Regions from separate parts of the Zea mays genome. Here region 2 is linked to region 1. The links are chromatin contacts, called in public Hi-C maps. All regions are on one chromosome and are shown on one strand. The core of a region is the stretch at or near the end of the contact, and the rest is flanking DNA. Distances in the headings are between cores, read along the strand shown. Region 1 holds the start of LOC100281840 (fructose-2,6-bisphosphatase). Region 2 overlaps LOC103652949 (coiled-coil domain-containing protein SCD2).

Region 1 (4,274 bases), core at 1,308-3,807:
GTACTCTCATATCTCACTCACTACTAGCGCTTTTTACCAAACCTACTATTTTTTTCTCGATATGGAGAAGAGTTGCACATCACTTCACTTAAGAAGAAGAAAAAGCCATGCAAATGAAACTCATACATCCAACACAACGCTTACACACAACAACACAGCTGGCACCGGTTTAACAAAGGCAAACAGATGCCACTAAAGGATTAAATAGTGACCAGGAGGACAGTAACAAGGTTAGAACACCCCTAAGCAGCCTTACTACCAAACCCACTAAAAGCATGCAAAAGCATTGAATCTCTGCATGCAGAGCATTTCCACATCATTATTTCCTAATGTAATATAAATCGTAACTTTCTTCCACGGCGTTATTTCATTCTTTTGTTAAAGACATTCCTGTTGAACGGCAGCAGATCTGGTGCAGTGATGGGAGCTGTCTCACTAAGTCACCAGGTCACGGGTTCGAAATAACCGCTCCACCTGGGTGGGGGCTTGCCTCGTTTATTGCTTACCCAAACCCCAGTCATGTGGGAGCCGGGCACTCATGTTAGCATTATCATTCCTAGAGTCCTAGGAGGTATTGTTCAGCAGAAAGCATATTTTCCCCCCAGTTGTAAATTAGGTACCATTAAATTACAGAAAGACAACAACAGATGCTCAAAAGCTGTATCAACAGGCATCCATTTCAGGTTAAGATGCATTGGATACAGAAGATTCTCTGTTCATGCTAGTGTTATGTGGTCCATACTGTCTGTGGGTGCATCTCTGGTTAAAATGGCACAGATATGAAAATGATGAAGATCTGTCTAAAAGTATACAATGGAATTTCGACAAAATCTGAAACTTGGTGTGTTGATAGTTCATGTTATGATGTACTTTGTCAAAAAAAAGTTGAGACTCAAACTCATTATAGAATAATTCATATGAAAATGAACATTTTGGCACCCGTTTTTGTACGAACTAATATAGAATGAGTTGGAATCTCAGGTTTCCAACAAAGTACATCTATGAATGACTATGGTCTATCAATATGCCAAGTTTTTTTTCCAGAACTTCAAAGTACGCTTTCGGATGAAAGTTAACCATTTTTCAAAGTTTTTCCACATTCACTAAAGATGCGCCCTTATATTAACACAACCAGACCCTTCAGACAAATTCCAGCAAAACAAAAAATATTTTAAAAGATAAATGAATGATAATCTCTTGTCCAATGTGGAAAATAATCAAATAAAATGGGAAGAAAACTGGCATGGAAGATAAACAAACTGCTTTCTCACCCATTAATCACAGAAGTGCCTATATCAACTAGCTGTGATTTGCAACCAGAAAACATAAAAAATGTACAATTATCAGGGTATAAGACAATGTGTGCAACCTTAAAGGACAACCTTCCATACAATGAAGACTACATTCAGTCTTCCTCAAAGACCGATGCATTCCTGAACTGACAGGGGAATGGCTGCCCATGGCCCCATGTTAAAGATTGAAAGGAAGAAAAACTATAGATGATCTGCAGCTAAAACTATTGAGAATCAAACACAGTTATAAAATACCATGCTTACCCACGAGCCTAGAAAAACAGCAAAGAGCGCCTTTTATCACCTATTTTAGTACCATGTTTTAGCGGCACGATCTGAGAGGTGTGCATCAAACAAACATTAGAGATTAGACACAACAAAGACTACTTTGAACTAATGTTCACAACGCAAGATCACCCTTTGTTCAAAAGATAATAGCTTTAGCACAACAATGAGAATTCCAAGCTGACACGAGAGTTTATGATGTAAAGTACAATGTAGATGCGGAAATAACAAGCATTGAGTTTATGACATAAAAGCTGTGAGGTCTAATTCAGGTGCATTCAATACAAAAATGAAGCGGCAGCAACGTAATGCAGCAGGAGGACAGGAGTTGCGAAGAATCGCTCACCCGACAGACGAGAGCAGCGGTGGCGCGCGCACGGTCAAGCGGAGACGCATAGGCGGCGGCGAGCCTGGCGCCGCGGGAGCGCAGGAACACAGCGAGCGCGCGAGCCTGACGCTCCCCGCGCGCCGTGAGCGCCGTGGCCGGCCACCGGCCGCCGACAAGGTCCGGGCGCATCGCGGCTGCGCACTCGCCGTGGCTGACCACAACGACCTCGATGGCCGCGGCGTCAACCTGCCTCCCTGCGTGCGGAGACGGCGGCGGCGGGGGCAGGAGAACGTGGCAGGGGTCCCAGACCTTGATGCCGGGACCCGCGAGGAGGCGCGGGGTGCCCGCCGCCGAGGGCTGCGGCGAGAGCGGCGAGTCCGCGGCGAGGCACGGCAGCACCTCGGGCTCCTGCTCCAGCACTTTGGACGCGGAGGCCGGGGGCACGCGGACCGGCGACGGCGACAGAGCGGGCGGTGGCGCCTGTGCGCCCGCGGAGGAGACGGCTGACGCGGACGGATCCTCGTCGTCTTCTTCGTCTTCGCCGCCAGTGGTGGAGACGGACGAGTGGGCGGAGCCCATCGCGGCGGCGAGATCTGACACCGGGCGGTGGGAGCGCGAGGTGTAGAGGGCGGAGTGAGTGATGTCGCGGTAGTGGTCCGTCCGTCCGTGCCTTCCTTTCCTGGCGAGGGGAGTGCGAGCGCTGAGATTCGTGCAGCCAGGCTGGCATCTTTGCTCACGTGGCAAAGCCGTATGCAAAAATCAAAATGCTGTCACCCAATTTCTTGATGAAAACTGCGATACGAGGCGGAAATATGACGTGCAATCAACCATGTAGATGCAAACGCAATCGATTTATTGTATACTATCAAATCAAAATCCAACAGTTATGGCTATTTTATATTTAACCTCTTCCATTAGAAATCTAGTATCTATTTTTATATTTAATCTCTTTCATATCAAATCGTTAGATCTAGATTGGATATTCTAGATGTTTAGGGTTAGTCTAGGAATCCCATTTTTTTAAGGAAATTAGTTTATTTTCCCTTTAAAAAACAAGAACCTCTTAAAAAAATGGAGTTTTTAAATTAGCCCTTAATTGCACGATTACACAAAAAAGGTGATTGTACAAAATGAGTCCCCTGATATGAAGAAGAACCATAGTTTGCTCGTAGGCATCAGAAGTTCGGGCTAGTGTAAAATTTTTAGCAGGGTTTTGATCGTTTCGCTTCTCTCTACCATGTTTAGATTCTAAGACGCGCAAACTTTCTCGTGATTATTCGATTCTCGTTTATTAGTTCAAGTGAACTATGGATGGTATAAGAAACAACAATAGTCTAGACAGATTATTGCTTATTTTCAGTGATTTATAAATCAAGCCAAACACGCCACGTCCATAGTCGTGTTCGGTGTTCCTGTATACGAGGTTTTGAGGTCACGTCTCAACGAGTCTAAGAGATACTCGATTTCACGTGGGAAATTCTTCCCCGTGATATGTAAAAGGAGGAAAATTCACCTTTGACGTGTAAACAGGGATAGGATGAGGAAGCATTCTCCATCTCTGTTCCCCACGGACACGGAGATCCATTAAACTTGTACGTGACATATCTTTCGTGTAATTGTTAATGATAAAAATAAATAATTATTTTCAAGAGATCACTTATTTACAAATATGTTCATTTTGATGTATACATAATAATTTGTACATATGACAATGTATATAAGTGACAATGTTTTGTACCGATAACAAAGGACGTACATCCTAATTATAATTTAAGCGGGGACGAGGATCTCGTCGATGATTTATCCCTGCGAAGAATGGGATGGGGCAGAAATATCCCACAAACTTTCGTGGGGATCCCCGCAAGAATTTTTGATGTCTCGGGGACGGACATAGAGAGCTATTCCTCGACGAGGAATTCTCCGTTGTCATCCCTAGTTACAAAGCACAAGCTAGGCAACTATTAGCTAATTTGCAAAATCCAAAGCAAGTGTTGGCTAAGTGATTCAACTATGCCAAATCATTCAAACAATTCTTTAGTTTGAGTTTGAGCTTCAATTTGCCGCTTTTGACTCATATTGGTTAAGTTAGTCAAATTTGAGTTGCTTTAGGTGTGTTGGCATAAATCACCAAAAATGGGTAGATTGAAAGGGCGTTGTGCCATAGGGTCATTTCTACCTGTTTTAGTTATTAAGTGTCCAACACACCACATTGGACTATCTAGTTTGATATGAGTATGAGCACAACTTCACTTTGAGGCAAATTGAGGAACTAAGTCCAAATGGGCAAATCTAGAGGCTAAAAGTGCAACTTTGGGTAAAACAACACAAAAAATGAGGTTTTAGTGTTTAAATAAGTTGCACATACCCTA
Region 2 (4,629 bases), core at 420-2,919, 120 kb before region 1:
AATGATCTGCCAATGGTTTTGCTTAAGTGGTTTCACTTAAGTGTTTTTTATATAATCTTGTATCTTTGCTTAATGGGAATACTTGGGATTCACACTTATTAGTAAGACAGGTATTATTAATAAAATGTTGACCAACTAAAATGCTTACTGCTCAACCTCAGCCTCACCTTGTTAGACTTGCATTAGTTTTTCCCCCACTTGCTGAGCCCCGACCATAAGTGAGCTCACCCTTGCTTAATTTTGATCAGAAGTTGCAGATGAAGTTATGATGCTAGACTCTGTAGATGCTAGTCTAGTGATACCCCCGGTCATCTTCCTGTGGATGGATGTCTATGTTTCGCTGTACTTTGATGAATAAAGGTTAAGACATTATGTCTGTTTGAAGTGTAATATGTTAATATACTCGTTATTTATGCTTTTATGCATTGTTCTTTTGATATATTACACTTGTGACGTCAACATATGTGTGGAAATAGATCCTGGCACACATATGCTATGCACCCGGCTCTGCCCTTTGGAAACGGGTGTGACATTGGCGTAAATAATACATGTGGTAGGCATAAAACACAATAATCGAAAAGAAAATTGCGCCGGATCGGAGGATGTCACGCGCGATCATCGTTGCGCGCATCTCGGGCCTTCCGTGACACCGCTCGCTCGAACATTGCGCCTCATGCGTCGCCGTCGCTACTCGCACGTCGACGGGCGTCGCTTGCTCGTCGGCCTTGGAAGTGCCGCCTCCTCGGGACCTCGAGGACGCCGCCGCTTGCCCGCACAAGGGCCCCGCTGTCGCTCGCCCTTTGGATCGGGGAGCCGCCGCCACAGACCTGGGAACCGCCGCCACTACTCCGGATCGAGGAACCTCCGCCACCGCGCGTCGAGGTCATGGAGTTGCGGCCACCGGCTGGGGGTCCACCGCGGCGCACGCTCTGGGGCAACCGCCATCGTCGCACGCGGCGTCGCTAATGAATCGGGGTGGAGCGTAAAAAACTGAACCCTAGCACTCCGGGTCCTGTTTTATAGACGTCCGGATGTGGTCCGGCTCGACCGGATTGCACCGTCCGACCTGGGCTTCCTCTAGTTATTGGAAACACAGGCCTCCTAATATATATATATATATATATATATATATATATATATATATATATATATATATATATATATATATATATATATATATATATATATATAATAATCCGCCATGCACGCACACATTTCCGGGCAGAACATGACACGCACGGCACGGGAATATACAAAACCCCAGCCGAAAGCAACGACACGTAGTTAGCTGGGACCTACAGTTTGGTTCTGACTTGTGAAAGAGAGCTGTCACAAGCTAGCTGAACACTAGAGGAATTAGGCCGGCTTAGCTCACTGCTAATGCGGCTAGATTGAAGAATCGATCGGACCGGTCGTCGACGTCGACCGATCGCACAGGAAAAGGGCATGCACACGCACGTTGTGTATATATGCGCGCCTGTGATTCAGAAACAAATTGACGTCGAAGTACTGAGATGATGTGCCTCTCGTGATTTTCTAGGTGCGTTTGACTGTCTGCATCGCCATGTAATGTTGGATAGGTGCTGCACAGTATAGCTAATAGCTATACCCTAACGTTGCAGCTCGCTCGTCGCTGTCTGATGGGTCTAAAAACTCGCTGGACCCAAAACTGCACCTGTATGCAAGCGGCCGGCTGCATGATCTGACAGCCAAACAGGACGAGGGCCTCGTTGGGCTCAGTTTTATCTGGGCCTTTTATTTTCTGCCGGGTTCGTTTTCTTCTTCTTCCTTGAACAGAGGTTGTTTTTCTTTTTTTAGCTCTGGTACAACACGCTCACTGATTGCTTGATGCTTGCTGATAGAAAAATCGAGTGTTGCTTCAATGCCCTTCATGTGGCCTCAGACTCAGAGTCCAGGACATGTATATGGCATGTTCCTCTGTTGTTGGACTGCATGCCGTGTAACGGTACCTATACATGCAGAGTCGGCTGACCAGCCATTCTTCTATCTATCGCGCCTTTTCGCCGTGCGCATCAACACACTCTCCGTTGCACACCTCAAGCTGCCTTTTACAAACAACAAAAGCGGGGGGTGGAAGTTATGTACATCGGGGAGAGTCAGTGAACTGTTTGTGACAAAGCTGAAAAACCAAAACCACAAAAAATGTTTACATGTCCCAGTTATCTGTATGATATACAAATATATGGCTGGAGCCTGGACTGCATTTGGGTGGGAGATGGCCACCGTCGTCCGCTCAGGCTGTTACTGTTAGGTCAGGTCCTCGACATCAGATGGACTGTCTTTGGCAAGGTTCGCCTCGTGGCGGGAGAGCTCCCACAGGAGCTGCTCGATGCCAAGCTTCCTCAGCTCGTGTATGCCTTGCTCAACTGCGAGAACAATGCCCAAGGTATATAAGTCATCTCCGGACTGATTTTCACGGCCAGCAATCACCGTCGTGGCTTCTTCAAAGTTCAGTGTGGCAACAGCCTCAAGCATACTACAAGAAAGCAGTCAGAAGAAAAGAAATTATACCATCCACAGCGTCATGTGACGTTGGTTGCTGGCCGTGTCGATCGATCCACATGTGCAATCGCTCCTCGGCAATATCTTCTTCCACGTTGTTGGTCTTAGCCCTCCTCCAGAAAAATATGAGCCAAGCCTGGGTCGCGGCACCAGAGTTGACGGCCACCACATAAGAACATTGGCGTTTACATAATGAATTTTATCAGTAACTTCGCACAGAATTAACCAACTTGCTGGTTTAAGTCAGAGTCTCAGAGTAAAAAAAAAGGAACGGGGACGGTACCTGCTTGAACTGTACATCTTCTTCCTCCTCCTTGCTTAGGTCTGCACAACTCAGATTAAGTATGGTCATGGATTTGTAGAGTTCCCCAGCAGGACAAACATGGCACTGGGTGATACTACAGCTAACCAGCCAACTAATGTTGAAAGAACATAATTCTCGTATAGCTAGCTACTAATATGATGATTACAGAAAATAAAGAGATTACAGAAGATAAAGAGATAACTGTACCAAATGCCTCAGTGAATTTTTCATCCCCAGATGATTTAATATCTGCATATGTGAAACACCAAACCATGAACATGAGTTAGCTTCATAGATAGGCAGTGAAGGAATTATGTCAACTGATCAATTGATGATTCATGATATAATGATCTTTTTGTGCAAAGTTTTCTTGGTGTACTATCAGTAACAAATAGGGAAAGCAACTGAAGGAACCTGGATCAGCTGCTCCAGCAACATTAGTACGATGGTGTTGGGCAAGGGCAAAAAGTACCGCATCCTCCACCTCCAAAAATTAATTAGGAGCATCAGAAGAGACAACAGAAAAAAAGGTAAATGCAAAATTTGATCTAGAAAATCTTCAGCACCAGGCCACCTAAGGTGCTGAGAACTGCTGAATATATATTATGCATAATAAAAACTGATGAAAGCCTAGTTAAAAAGATAAGCACCTTCAGGAAAGCTAGTTCTTGAAGTCCTTTATCAACAGCAAGCATGGTTTCTACGTTGCCTTCCCCTGCTGTAACAGTCAAATCATGAACAAGCTTGTCCACGTCTTCCAAACCATTACCTTCTGCTTCGGATCCATCCTTGGCTCTCTGTCCAGCAGATGTTACATACTCAAATGGAAGAGGTGCAAGTGAAGACCAGTATTCATGTTTTGACATTGAGATGTCTGGATAGATGCCTGCAGAATTGCAAGAATTTACTCAGAAAAAAAAAAACATCAGTTGGTAAAATGTGTTACGTATAGGCAATCCGATCACTGCTTTCAGAAAGGAATTTAGTAACTAAGGAAACATAAACAGTGTTACTGCAAACTCAACAATGACAGGAATTTTAGGAAAGCTGGTGTTACACTACACATGCTAACAAAACCAGCATTCAGTTGAATTCGTTGCAAAATAAAAGGTTGTCTTATTCTGAATTACCATATTGGACAGCCAAACCCCAATAACGGGCTAACCAACACCTCTTCATGACAACCTCTTCCTGTACAATAGTTGTGTGCTTCAAATCAGCACTTCCACAAGCAACTAGACATTTATGCTTGATTGAATCTCGGGATAAAAGGAAAAATGATAGAGGAAATTAACCATTTCTTCTTTGCTTAAGATCATCCTGCGTGTCATTGTATGTAACTCTTGTGTTTCGGATTCAGCTTCTTTGAGTTTCTTCACAGCAGCCGATGCTTCTTCTCTTGCAGACTAGAACAGAAACCAACAATATTGACAACTTATAGTTGAACTCATAATGTTCCTTACTGTAGGGCATAGACTAGCACCTTACCTGTAGCTGTTGCTGAAGAGTGGTGAGTTCCTCGCTTTTACCATTCTTGGATATAAGAGCTTTTCTTATCTCTTGCTGTTTTTAAATCAGGAAACAAATGTATCAACATTATGTCCTCTTGTAACACCTAGCAGATGAAGAGATTGCCTAGAGTAGCAATTATACGACCAAAACTTAGATTATACAAAGTATCGAGATTTGGGCCACTTCATAGAACAAAATGGAGGAATTTTAATGCATCATTCATCACACTTCAAGAATGGATAGCAATGTTAGTTAACATGTGGTCAGTTCCATTTCAGAAAAAAATCAAA

What was found. Hi-C and Micro-C count contacts between places; a contact is called where the count stands out from the background.
Region 2: a Hi-C map of leaf shows a contact between it and region 1, with 4 times the contacts expected there. The contact joins the enhancer-like site here to the promoter of LOC100281840 in region 1. A contact is called at or near these places in 3 of 25 Hi-C or Micro-C datasets (leaf and tassel).

Annotation. Positions count from the first base shown.
Region 1 is chr4:24,326,520-24,330,793 of Zm-B73-REFERENCE-NAM-5.0, reverse strand. LOC100281840 (fructose-2,6-bisphosphatase) reads right to left here and starts at 2,557. Exons shown (of 2, transcript NM_001154760.1): 1 at 1,924-2,557. The coding sequence starts at 2,484.
Region 2 is chr4:24,440,806-24,445,434 of Zm-B73-REFERENCE-NAM-5.0, reverse strand. It overlaps LOC103652949 (coiled-coil domain-containing protein SCD2), which reads right to left. Exons shown (of 16, transcript XM_020552484.2): 8 at 4,316-4,390; 9 at 4,123-4,233; 10 at 3,958-4,018; 11 at 3,478-3,713; 12 at 3,242-3,311; 13 at 3,035-3,076; 14 at 2,807-2,847; 15 at 2,533-2,659; 16 at 2,049-2,387. The coding sequence ends at 2,269. Among protein-coding and RNA genes, the nearest start is that of LOC103655158, 9.4 kb to the left of the region's middle. Within about 2 kb of position 1,669, at least 18 of the 20 cell types and tissues checked have an H3K27ac peak or open chromatin away from gene starts, as enhancers often do. A contact at or near this core is called in leaf and tassel, where this site is marked.